Regions from separate parts of the Mus musculus genome. Here region 1 is linked to region 2. A link is a contact called in public HiChIP or PLAC-seq data. All regions are on one chromosome and are shown on one strand. The core of a region is the stretch at or near the end of the contact, and the rest is flanking DNA. Distances in the headings are between cores, read along the strand shown. Region 1 overlaps Lgals4 (lectin, galactose binding, soluble 4). Region 2 overlaps Acp7 (acid phosphatase 7, tartrate resistant).

Region 1 (5,938 bases), core at 1,309-3,808, 220 kb after region 2:
AAGGCAGGAAGGGCACAAGTTAGAGGCTAGCCTGGGCTACATCACCCCCTCAACCTCCCAAAGAAAACAATATAAGAAAGAAAGGAGTCCGATTTGCCCTGATCATTGAAGAGGCTCAGGGGAGATGAGAAAGAGAGGTAGAGAGGAGGTGTTGCCACAAGACTCTTAGGGAACGCAGGCTCCCTACCTCCCTGTGAGCTGGGTCAAGAGTGCCCAGTCAGGATGAAGTCAGGACTCCTTACTGAAGGCCCCATGCACAGGCGGGCAGCACTGTGAACCATAACTCACATCCCACCAGGCCCCATGCACAGGCGGGCAGCACTGTGAACCATGCCTTACATCCCACCAGGTTCCACGTGAACTTCGCTGTGGGGCAGGATGATGGGGCGGATGTTGCTTTCCACTTCAATCCCCGCTTTGATGGCTGGGACAAGGTGGTCTTCAACACGATGCAAAGTGGACAATGGGGCAAGGAAGAGAAGAAGAAGAGCATGCCTTTCCAGAAGGGCAAGCACTTCGAGCTGGTGTTCATGGTCATGCCTGAGCACTACAAGGTGGGGGCCTCTCCTTCCCTCCCTGCAGCCCCCTCCCTGCCTGTAGCCCTCCTTCCCTGCTTGAAGCCCTCCCTGTCTGCAACCCTCCCTCCCCAGAAGCCCCCTCCCTCCCTGCAGCCCCCTCCCTGCCTGTAGCCCTCCTTCTCTGCTTGAAGCCCTCCCTGTCTGCAGCCCTCCCTCCCTGCAGCCTCCCCACTGTCCTATAACCCTCTTTCTCTCTTGCCCTCCCTGACATCCACCCTGGTGGACAGAAGCCTTGGGCATACTGGGCAGATGCAAAGTGCCCTCTCTATAACAAAGCCACAGCCCTAGCTCTCTTTTAATTTTTTTAATATTCTTTATATATTCTCTTTATATTCTTTATATATGCTCTATATAGGCCCAGCTCTCCTGGAACTCACTATATAGAACAGACTGGCCTCGAACTCACAGAGCTCTACCTGCCTCTCTGCCTCATTAGTGCTGGGATTAAAGGCTCGCCTGGCTCTCCTGACTTTTTATGGGGGGATGCTAGGATCTAATTCCAGTTGTCAGACTCAGCGCAGAGAGCCTCTAGCTGCTGAGCCATCTTGCCAAACTTCCAGTCTTTTTTTTTTTTTTTTTTTTTTTTTTGGAACTTTTAATTTAAGATTTCACTTCTTTGCCCAAACTGTCCTGAGGCTTTGGTAGTCTCCTGCCTCAGCCTTCTGAGTGCTGAAACTGCAGGTGTGTACACCATATCCAGCTTGAGTGTGGCACATTGATGTCACCAGACCCAGCACTTAGCATACAGGAAGTCCTCAGTCCTCTAGGACTGGCTCCGGATCCATGTCTGTCACATAGATCGATGATCAGACGGAGGGTGACACCAAGTCCAGCAGGCTGCTTCCAGTCTGCCGTAAGCCTCTGCCTTGCCTGGCTTGGTTGCCATCCTCTTGACAAACTCAGATATGAGCAACTCCCATTCTGGAAGGTTTTAAATAAAAGTTCAGAAAGGTAAAGTAACTTACCCGAGGTCACACAGCCAGGGCCATGCCAGAACCAGACCTTACAAGCCAAGTTCTTTTGTGCCAATACAAACCCTCGGGCCTGATTCTTTCTCTCCCTCCACTGTGAGTTGACTTTGTACTTCAGTTTGACCTCTGGTCCCTGAGTCCCAAAATTCCTGCTGGCGAGGCGCTCCTAGAACTCAACAAATACATTGGACTTCAAATCAAAAAGATCCCTTAGGGCTGGGTCAGTCAGTAAAGCGCTGGCTGTGAGCTTGGGCTCTATCCTTGCCATCTACATAATGAACTGGAGTGCTGAGCCATGCTGGGCCATGCCTATAATCCAAGCTCAGGGGAGCAGGGACAGGAGCCAGCCAGCCTAGTCTACTGCGAGAGACCCAATTCAAAAAACCAAGGCAGACAGGTACTGAGGCCCAACACTCACAGCTGACCTTTGGCCTCCACATAAATGTGCACACATGTGCACCTGCACATATATGCACACACGTGCCCTCGCTCATGCACTAAATAAATAAATCCAATCCCATTCCCATTTCCTCACATTTGCTTGCCAGCTGCGGCTGCTGATGTCTGACACCTTGTCTCTGTCCCCCAGGTCGTGGTGAACGGAAATTCCTTCTATGAATACGGGCACCGGTTACCTGTACAGATGGTCACCCATCTGCAAGTGGATGGGGACCTGGAACTTCAGTCCATCAACTTCCTCGGAGGCCAACCAGCTGCAGCCCCATATCCGGTATGGAACGTCTCTTCATTTGTCTCTTTGACCTGTTCGCACATTGGCCACCGTCTCTGTTTCCACTCCTGGTCCCTTTAAGGAATGGGTCCAGGGACCCTGTGGTGACCAAGACAGTCCACCAGAAAGATAGACAGTGACCGGTGGGGGTGTGTGCAGGCAGAGAGATGGTCAGAGTCTAGATAAGGAGGTTCAGGCAGAGGGTTAGGCTCAGGGAAAGGGTTAACAAGGTGTTCTGAACACCCAAAGGAAGGAGCTGACTCAGTCCAAAGGGCTTCCAGGAGCAGGAAGAGGTGTGTAATTAGAGTCAGAAAGTGAGATAAGAAAAGACAAGCAGGGGCTAGCAAGATGGCTCAACCGGTAAGAGCACTGACTGCTCTTCCAAAGGTCTGGAGTTCAAATCTCAGCAACCACATGGTGGCTCACAACCACCCGTAATGAGATCTGACACCTTCTTCTGGTGTATCTGAAGATAGCTACAATGTACTTACATATAATAAATAAATCTTAAAAAAAAAAAGAAAAAGAAAAAGAAAAGACAAGCAGATAAAGAGTAAACGAATTCAGGACAGATTGCTTAATACATTGGTCACTGGGGCAACTCGAAGCCATGGTGACTTGCCACTGGGTCCCCATCCGGTTGTAAAGGAAAAGGTGTAACACGGTATCACATGACCTGCGGGCAGGGCAGGCATTCGAATCAGCTAGCATGGCTACCAGATGGCTGCTCAGAGGGCAATAGGATGCAATCGCCTTGGAAATTGGCCAGGAGAGCTAGATCTGAATGTCAAGAAAACATAGGACCCAGTGTCCTAGAAGGTCCACACCCAGGCACGCAGCCTGCAGAGCCTCTGACACACACCCACTGCAATAAACCAGCACGCCAATTCCCAATGTCGCAAGCTGAAGCTTGCTTAATGGTAGGGTGGGCATCTGCCTACAGTGCCCCAGTGAGCTGCTAGGAGCCTGGCTCAGCTACAGTAAGCTAACGTAGCGTGAGGGATGAGTTCCCCAGTTTCTTTAATGCCAATCAACTAACCAACAAAAGCCTGAAAGTTGAAACTCTCAGCCTGGGGGCTGGAGATGGCAGTAAAGAGCAGGTGTAACCATTAGGCACACACCTCGGATCCCAGTGCTGGAGAACTAGAGGCAAGTGGATCTCTGTGAGTTCAATGCCAGCCTAGTCTGCATAGGGAGTGCCAGAACAGCCAGACCTAAATAGTGAGACCCTGTCTTGAATAAACCAGAAGGACCTAGGTCCAGTTGCCAGCTCCCAAGTGCATAGTCATTTGTAAGTCCAGTTCCGGGGACTCTGAGCCCTCCTCTGACCCCCACAGGGGTCACAGATGTGTACTTAGGCACATACATGAAAATTTAGTAAATAAATATTTTAAAAATAAAAAATGATCAGCCTGCTCTTCAACAAGTCGATGGATCAAAATGGGGAGTTTATCACCTGAAGGGGAGACGGAACAAGTTACAGACACACTGTCATGGGGGTGGGGTAGGGGTGGGGGAGCGCTGATGCCAAATATGGAGTCCAGCCCAGCATGGTGACTACTGCCTGTGATCCCAGCATCAGGAGGCTGAGGCAGAATGTTCACTGCAAGGAGACCAGCCTGGGCCACAGATCAACACCCTGGTGTTTGTGTTTTGGGAAGGGGACTGTGGGGGGATGGAGACAGAGAAATGAATTGATTGATTGATTTGAAGAACTTTCAGAATAGGAGTTAATTAAAAGGAGGAGAAAACAGAGACAGTAAAAATGAGGATGATGAGCCTGCGGTGGTGGCACACCATTTAATCCCAGCACTCTGAAGGTGGAGGCAGGTGGATCTCTGAGTTCGAGGATGCCTTGGTCTACAAAGTGAGTTCTAGGATGGCCAGAGCTATACTGAGAAACCCTGACTCAAAAAAGCCAAACCAAACCAACCAACTGAACAAACAAACAAACCCACAACAACGAAAAAAAGAGAAGGAGGAGGTGGAGGAAGAGGAGGAAGAGGAGGAAGAGGAGGAGGGAAAGGGTCCAGACAGGGTCCAGGTCATATGTACAGAGCTGTGGCTCCGAGAGAGGCTGAACCGCGAAGACAGCAGAGGGCCTGCTAAACAGGATCTCTGTGACTCCCACGACTCCAGCTTGCTCTAGGGTTGGGTATGTGAAGCATAGGTGACAGGACTTTGGTCATCATGGGCCTAGAAAGAAGTACCAAGGCCCAGATTTACCTCCTGAATTCCACTTTCCAGACTGATCCTAGGCTAAGGGGAGACGAGGGGTGGACGAGGATCCCAGGACAGAAGGGATCGACCCACGGTTGTGGAGCAGGGAACAAAGAAGAGAATTTACCAGGAGTTGTCCTAAAGACACAGAGCCTCTGGCCATCCCAAAATACAGCAGGGGCTGTAGACCATGTACCTAATGGGGTGCCCAGGGATTCTCCTCAACACTTGCCAGTCTAGAATTATGATCCCAGCCATGACCTCCTTTCCTCTCTGTACCCACAGGGAGCCATGACTATTCCAGCTTACCCTGCTGGGGTAAGTATCTGCTAGGCTGTGGGCAGTTTCCCACAGAGTTGGAGTAATGGTAAGGGAAGCTTGGGGACAAAGGACGCCGCATTCCTTCATCTTTCTTCCCTTCTGTCTATCTATTCCAGAGTCCTGGGTACAACCCTCCACAGATGAACACCTTGCCTGTAAGTGGGAGGCGCATGGTGGGCTCATGGAGGGATGAGGACAATTTGGAGTTGGGAAAGGGATGAAGACATGTTGGATAAGGTATTTGTCAAATCTTACACAGTAGAATCCCTTTCTTTCTTCGCAGGTCATGACAGGACCCCCAGTCTTCAATCCGGTATGGTGTCCCAGGGGCTAGTCAAAGGAGCAAGTCAAAGGAGGCAGAGAATGCTGGGAGCCCAGAAAGGGTGGACTATATGTGGGTTGACGGTTTTGAGGGTGGGAGAAGATGCAGCCGGTGGTCAGGACTCGGGAGAAGACATGATTGGGGACAATTCACAAGCAAAATGCTGCCTCTCTGTGAAAATGTGCTCTTGTGTCTGGGTTTCCTCATCAGAGACTGAATGGGACCCCATTTTCTTTTTCTACAGCGTGTGCCATATGTGGGGGCTCTGCAGGGGGGCCTTACAGTCCGAAGAACCATCATAATCAAGGGATATGTACTTCCTACAGCCAGGAAGTAAGCACTCTCCTCACACCGAGGGGCTCAGCCTCAGCCTTCCTCTCACACCGAGGGGCCCAGCCTCAGCCTTCCTCTCACACCGAGGGGCCCAGCCTCAGCCTTCCTCTCAGACCCAGGGGTTGAGGTCCTAGTTTTCTTCTCTTGGAGCCTCAGACACTGAACCCCATTTGACACTTTATTTGTCTTCAGCTTTGTCATCAACTTCAAGGTGGGATCGTCCGGAGACATAGCTTTACACCTAAACCCCCGCATAGGTGACAGTGTGGTTCGCAACAGCTTTATGAATGGCTCTTGGGGCGCTGAAGAGAGGAAGGTGGCCTACAACCCATTTGGCCCTGGGCAGTTCTTTGATGTGAGTCTGGGGAGCCCCTTCCTGCCTCCCACAGATCCCAGTACTGCTAGACCTCACCTCTCCTCTCTCCTCCTCTCCTCCTCTCCTCTCTCCTCCCCTCCCCTCCCC
Region 2 (6,853 bases), core at 3,031-5,530:
TACCACAAGCCTTCATTGTCCCCTGGCATGCTGAAGCGAGCCTTGTAGTTAGAGAAATTGCTGGCAAAAAGGAAATATAAAGAGCAAGGGATAAGGACCTAGATGCAGTCATGTTTTCCTGCCTCTCAACTTTCAGGCTACAGCCGGCTCCCAGCCCACACACTATCTCTTCATTTTCTACCACGGATGAGGCACTGCAGCATGAGGGACTTAAGTGAGACTCTAACCAGGACCGGATTGTTTTCATTAATCTGGACTTTGCCCTCCCCTGCAGCCTTCCATACTCACTAGCGCTGTTCATGATTCCCAGGGCATGTCATGTATGGCAGGCTGGCAGCAACAGGTTCAATGAGCCTCATAAATCTGTCCCCAACGCGAGCATTGTCCTGGTCCATGTTGTAGGCAAAGTCTCCTGGAGGGTGGTAGGGATGGGAGAGAGTGAGGGCCAGGCTCTGCTTCCTCTAGGATCAAGACCTAGTGGGTCCTGATCCCTACCTCAGACCCTCTCATAGGACAAGCCTGTCTCTACATCTTCTTTGCTCTCAGAACAACACAGCTAGATCTAGTTTGATGCTGATTTTCTTAGGCATTTTTTAAAAGATTTTTATTTATTATTATAGATAAGTACACTGTTGCTGCCTTCAAACACACCAGAAGAGGGCATCAGATCTCATTACAGATGGTTGTGAGCCACCATGTGGTTGCTGGGATTTGAACTCAGGACCTTCGAAAAAGCAATCAGTGTTCTTACCTGCTGAGCCATCTCACCAGCCCCTAGGCATTTTTTTTTTAATTGCTAGAGATTGAGCGCTGGATACTCTGAATGTTAGGCAAAGATGCCTCACTTCTGAGCCACGCCCCCAGCCCCTCAATGGGGGCTTTTAGGCAGGGGCTCTACCACTGAGCCACGCCCCCAGCCCCTCACTGGGGGATTCTAGGCAGGGGCTCTACCACTGAGCCATGCTCATAGCCCTTGGCTTTTGTTGTTGTTGTTGCTGTTGCTGTTGCTGTTTTGTTTTGTTCTGTTCTGTTCTGTTCTGTTCTGTTCTGTTCTGTTCTGTTTTGTTTTGTTTTGTTTTAAAGCTGTTCAGGCTAGCATTAAATTCTGGGCAACTCTCCTGCCTCAGCCTATCCACTGCTGGGATTACAGACACACATTAGCATATCCACTCATCTTAATTATAACATTTCTGTGTATTTGGAATGAGCCTCACCTCTAAAAACAATAATAAAAACTAGAAAGTCAGTGCTGAAATCTATAGGAACCTCACATCTGGGTCCAGCCTCGGCCCCCACCCTCAACCCCTAGCCCTGCCCCTTCAGAGCCAGCCCCAGCGTATTCTAGCCCAGGACTTATGGGCACCCAGTCTGCCAGCCTCCAGGCGCACCCTTGCCGGTGCCTCACCCACGTGCAGCACTGCATCAAACATGCCCTGCTGGGTGTCCCTCCGTAGCCTGGGCAGGGCCTTCGGGTTGTCAGCCCCCATGTCACCAAACACAGCCAGGCGGGGGCTCCAATGGACCCCATTCTTCAAGGCTGTGAAGCGAAACCTCCGGCTCCAGCCCTGAGAGCTGCCACAACGGTAAACTGAGGGAAGAAAAAAACAGATTTCTGACATGTGGGAAGGCAGGGACCAGGACCTTCCCACAAGGCCCTACACTCAGGCTGCTGGAGAGGGAGGAAACATAAGGGGCATCATCTTCGTCATCGACATCATCATCGTCGTCATCATCATATCAGAGACATCTCAAGTAGCCCAGGCTAATCCCTGACTTTCTACGTAGCCCAGGATGACCTGGAATTTAGAATTGTTCTGCCTCCTCCCAAGTGCTGGGATCACAGGCCTGTGTCATTGCACCCAGTCAAAGGTCTCATATCCCTTGTTCCACACAGAAGAGCCGCCAGCCCAGCCTCAGCCACAGGTCTCAATAGCTTCTAGAACATTCCTCCCCCATGCCCACCCCAGGTCCTCTCACCATACTGAGCCCCCGGCTGCAGCTTCCGCAGCGTCACGCGGTGAATGTAGAGTTTGCGCCGCAGAACTCCTCCATCCACGAAGGCCCTGGCGGTGCCGTGGGCACGGAATGGGAGAGGACCAGACAGCTGCGAGCCGAACTGCACCTCAGACCGGGCTGGAGCCCATGTGGTCCAGGTCACAGTCATGGTGCCTGGCTCCCCTGAGGAGAGAGGGATCAGAGAGGAGGCTCAACAGGTTATCAAGCAGGAATGGGGTGACACTGAGAGCTGCTGTTCGGTCCTGTCCCCTCCGCTATTTCCAAGCTGGCTTCCTTTGGGACTGGCTTCGCCCCCCCACCCCCACCCCGCCTCAGTTATCCCGTTTGTGAAACAGAATAGGGTTATTTATCCTACAAGGTTCTGCGGAAGCATGGATGTCTACAAATACAATTGGCAGACTGGGTCCTGGGTTCCAGGTCCTGGAATTCAACCAACTATGAGTTGAAAACCGCTAGGAGAGAAACAGATTATCAAAATGGCTCAATCCTTATGACCTGACCTACATGGCCTCCAAAAGTAGTCCTATCAGCTGGGCAACTTTTTATCCTCAAAGAGGAAGGCAGATTTCTGTGGCTTAATGCCAGTCTGGTCTCCATGGGGAACTGCAGGCCCTCCGGAGCTCCATAGTGAGACCTTGTCTAAAAACAAAGGCCTTTGACTGCCACATGTGCACTGTGGCATGGGTGTGCCTCCCTCCCACGCGAACAAGCTAATACATGAATTTATAAAAATATTCGGGGGGTTGGAGAGATGGCTTGGTGGTTAAGAGCACTGACTGCTCTTCCGAAGGTCCTGAGTTCAAAACCCAGCACCCACTTGGTGGCTCACAACCATCTGTAATGAGATCAGATGCCCTCTTCTGATGTGTCTGAAGACAGCTCCAGTGGTGTAGTTACATGTATAATAAATAAATAAATCTTTAAAAAGAGTGCTGGCTGCTCTTTCAGGGGACCTGAGTTCAGTTCCCATGGCAGCTCACAACTGTCTGTAATTCCAGTCCCTAGGGATATAATGCTCTTTTCTGGTCTCTGAGGGCATCTGACGTGTACATAGTTCATAGACATATATGCAGGCAAAACACCCATACACGTGAAATAAAATGATAAAAACAATATTCAGGAGCGGGCCTGGGACGCGTCTCTGTGTGTAGAGGACCTGCCCAGCATCCATGAAGCTCTCGGTGCAAACTCAGCATCATATAACAGTACTCAGGAGACTGAGGCAGGAGAATTGGAATTTCTAGGCCAGCCTTGACTACATAACAAATTCTGAGCTAACCTGGGCTCCATAGGAAGGCTCTGTTTAAAATTAAAAAGAAAAAAAGAAAAGAAAAAAAATCAAACATGGAGGAGAGAGGACCTCACACTTAGGCTAAGCCCTTCCTTCCTTCAGGATCTATATTCTTCTCATACTCCTGCAAACAAGCCTTCACCCGTGCTTCTGTGAACAACCCTGAAGAAACTCATCGGGTCTGACACACACACATATGCACACACATGCACACATGTGCACAAACATGCTCACATACATACATACACACACACACACACATGTGCATGCACACACAAATGCCCAAAAGACATAAAGGTAGGAGAAAGACTAGCTGGAAGAGGAAGGGGACCCCTGCAGGTGGGGATAGAGCAGGAGAGGGCGAGTGCTGGGTGAATGCGATCCAAATGCATCCATACATGCGTGGAATGGCCTTGTGAGCACACACACGCCTTTACTCTCAGCACTCGGGAGGCACAGGCAGCTGGATCTGAGTTTAAGGCGAATCTGACCTATGATCAAGTTGCAGAACAGCCAGAGCTACCAAAGTAGGGGCTGGAGAGATGGCTCAATGGTTAAGAGCACTGACTGCTCTTCCAGAGGTCCTGAGTTCAATTCCCAGCAACCACATGGTGGCTCACAGCCATCTAAAATGGGTTTCGATGCCCTCTTCTGATGTGTCTGAAGACAGCAACAGTGCACTCACATACATAAAATAAATAAATAAATCTCAAACACACACAAACACACACAACAAAATAAATTAATAAAAAGAGAGGAAAAGAAAAAAACAACACGTCACTATGAAGCTTTGATGTATGATTAATATAAACTAATTAAAATTAAGACAAAACAAACAAAGGAGCGTCACAGTGCAATATCTACTTTCCAGTCCACTGTGTTGAGCACTGAGTCATCAAAGGTGACTTAGAGTGTGCCTGGGGTTCTGTGCAAACACTATTACGGTCTTGTGCCTTTGTGTGGAGGTGACTGGAGCTTCTTAGGTTTGGCATTCTGAGAATGCCCTGGCAGCCACCTTTGGTGACTAGGAGAGACAACCTTAGGCAAAGAACACGCAACAATGTCCGACACAATGAGGTTTATGGGCTGAGTCAATGTCTCTGTTTTCTTCTTTTCTGTGTGCTAGCCTGCAGCCAACATTGCACACTCATGATATCATCTGAGCGTTCCAGACAGGGATCTGGAGGCAATTAAACAGTGGAGGGCAAAGGGCAGCTATAGGACAGGAGGAAATGGTGAAATTCACTCTGTCTGCAACGAGGGACAGGGTCTCCTACTGCACCCCAGGTTAGCTTGGCAATCGTTATGCTGTCCAGAATGTCCTCGAACTGCCATTCAGGCTGCCTCCCCTGGGGTAACAGCAGTCAGTCACCATTCCTGGCTCTACAGCAAATCTTCCCACAAACTTGCTAGGTAGACCAGGCTGGACTTAAATTTAAAATCTGTCTGTCCTTGTCCTCTCTGTGCTAGATTAAAGGTACATACCATCACACCTGGTTTCTCTACAAACATAGATTTTATTAAAAAGAAAGAGAACTCTTAGCCAGGCAGTGGTGGTGCACGCCTTTAATCCCAGCACTCCGGAGGCAGAGGCAGGCAGATTTCCGAGTTCGAGGTCAGCCTGGTCTACAGAGTGAGTTCCAGGACAGCCAGAGCTATACAGAGAAAACCTGTATCGAAAAACAAACAAACAAACAAACAACAACAAAATTCTTAAGACTAAGAAGGGACTATGTAATTCAGATTCTCAAATCAAGAATCAAGCTACATAGGGGCTGGAGAGATGGCTCAGAGGTTAAGAGCACTGACTGCTCTTTCAGAGGTCCTGAGTTCAATTCCCAGCAACCACATTATAGCTCACAACCATCCATAATGAGATCTGATGCCCTCTTCTGGTGTGTTGGAATACAGCTATAGTGTAGTCACAAAAAGTAAATAAATAATTCTTTAAAAAAAAAAAAAAAAAAAAAAAAGAATGATGCAACACCATCAGGCCGGGCCAGGTTGGCACACACCTTTAATCCCAGCACTCCTGGGGCAGAGGCAGGAGGAGCTCTGTGAATTCAAGGCCAGCCTGGTCTACAGAGTGAGCTCCAGGACAGCCAGGCTTACACAGAGAAACCCTATAAAGCTCAGTTGGTCAAAAACGCTTGCCGTGAAGTCTAAGCGCTTGAGTTCAATCCTGGGAACCCATGGTGGAAGGAGAGAGATCAACTCTTGCAGTCTGTCCTCTGCCCTCCACGAGCAATAAACAAACAAAATACCACGAAGAGCTAGGGTGGGGAGGAGGCCTGTAATTCTGTAAGTTCAAAGCCAGGCTAGGCCACACAGTGAGTTCCAAGTCAGCTATCTCCAAACACCAAATGGAATAACCATAGTGAAAATACCAAGTGAGTCTGTGACATTAAGGACACAGATTCGGCTACCAGGAATCTGAAATTGCTGAAGTGGAGCCCATCTGTAGGCCAGGGCTTGGGAGGATGGCTGGGATGAGGACAGCCCAAGCAAGTTAGGGAGAACCCTGACAAAATCAAAAGAGGAAGGAGGTGGGAGTGGGGAGGGAGAGAGAAAAGGAGGGGGAAAGGGAGGGAGGCAAGAGGGAGAGAAGGAGAGAGGGAAAAAGAAAGGGAGGGAGAGAGGAAGAAGGGGAAGGGGGAAGTGAGTGAAGGAGAGAAGAAAGGAAGGAGAGAGGAAGGGAAGGGGATAGAGAGGGAGAGGAGGAAGAAGGGAGGAAGGAAGGGAGGGAGAGAAGGAGGGAGAGAGAGGGGAAAGGAAGGAGGGAGAAGGAAGAAATGGAAGGAGAGAGAGAGGGAGGGAAGGAGGAGAGAGATATATGAGCTGGGCATGGTGGTGCACACTTGTAAGCCCTCCACTTGGGAAGCTGATACAGGAGGCTCACAAGTCTGAGATCAGCCTAGACTACGAAGTGAGTGTCAGAGACATAAAACATAAAGTCATATGGGGATATAGAGCTATGAAGGCCACTGCTCACACCTACTAAGGGAATACAGAAAGGACATCTCAGGAGCTAAAAAGATGGCGTTCAGGAAGGTGGGGGGGGTGAGGATGGGGGATTGGATTTAGCACAACAGTGAGAGAGGACACATCTCCAGGTGATCTTTTAGTATTCATCTAATGTCCAGGATTATATTATATTATATTCATATTCTCTCTCTCTCTCTTTCTCTCTCCCTCTCTCTCTCTCTCCCTCTCTCCCTCTCTTGCACGCATACTCCTAAATACAATAAAATTTAAGAGAATACATGCATATGGCTACAAACAACATCAACACACTGCAGAGAGTTGGAAAGAAAATTGCACAGAAACAGCTTCCTAACGGATTCGTGAAGCTGATGACAACAGGCTATGGAAGTGCAGTCAGCTACGCAACTGTACTCCTCCAAGTGATGTAGGAAGGAGTTTTCTTTTCAGGCACTGGGGGAACTCACAGTGTCAGATATACTAAGAGATTGTTCTACCACTGATATCTGCAGCACTCACACACCCCAAGCCAATGCAACAAATTCCAAGAGACCAAATCTGGGG

The links. HiChIP or PLAC-seq counts read pairs in DNA pulled down with a chosen protein or histone mark.
Region 1: a contact with region 2 is called in a FOXA1 HiChIP or PLAC-seq map of pancreatic cancer cells. The contact joins two enhancer-like sites. A contact is called at or near these places in 2 of 39 promoter capture datasets (liver and stem cell-derived epiblast-like cells), 2 of 484 Hi-C or Micro-C datasets (CD8 T cells and embryonic stem cells), 1 of 115 datasets of contacts at active chromatin or transcription factors (pancreatic cancer cells) and 1 of 9 other capture datasets (pancreatic islet).

Annotation. Positions count from the first base shown.
Region 1 is chr7:28,835,478-28,841,415 of GRCm38.p6, forward strand. Lgals4 (lectin, galactose binding, soluble 4) reads left to right here. Exons shown (of 10, transcript NM_010706.2): 3 at 350-554; 4 at 2,139-2,279; 5 at 4,785-4,817; 6 at 4,937-4,975; 7 at 5,104-5,133; 8 at 5,387-5,475; 9 at 5,668-5,830. Among named protein-coding and RNA genes, the nearest start is that of Lgals4, 4.7 kb to the left of the region's middle. Within about 2 kb of position 2,559, at least 48 of the 459 cell types and tissues checked have an H3K27ac peak or open chromatin away from gene starts, as enhancers often do. A contact at or near this core is called in pancreatic cancer cells, where this site is marked.
Region 2 is chr7:28,615,076-28,621,928 of GRCm38.p6, forward strand. It overlaps Acp7 (acid phosphatase 7, tartrate resistant), which reads right to left. Exons shown (of 13, transcript NM_175319.5): 3 at 1,978-2,178; 4 at 1,406-1,588; 5 at 289-412; 6 at 1-60. Among named protein-coding and RNA genes, the nearest start is that of Acp7, 12 kb to the right of the region's middle. Within about 2 kb of position 4,281, at least 23 of the 459 cell types and tissues checked have an H3K27ac peak or open chromatin away from gene starts, as enhancers often do. A contact at or near this core is called in pancreatic cancer cells, where this site is marked.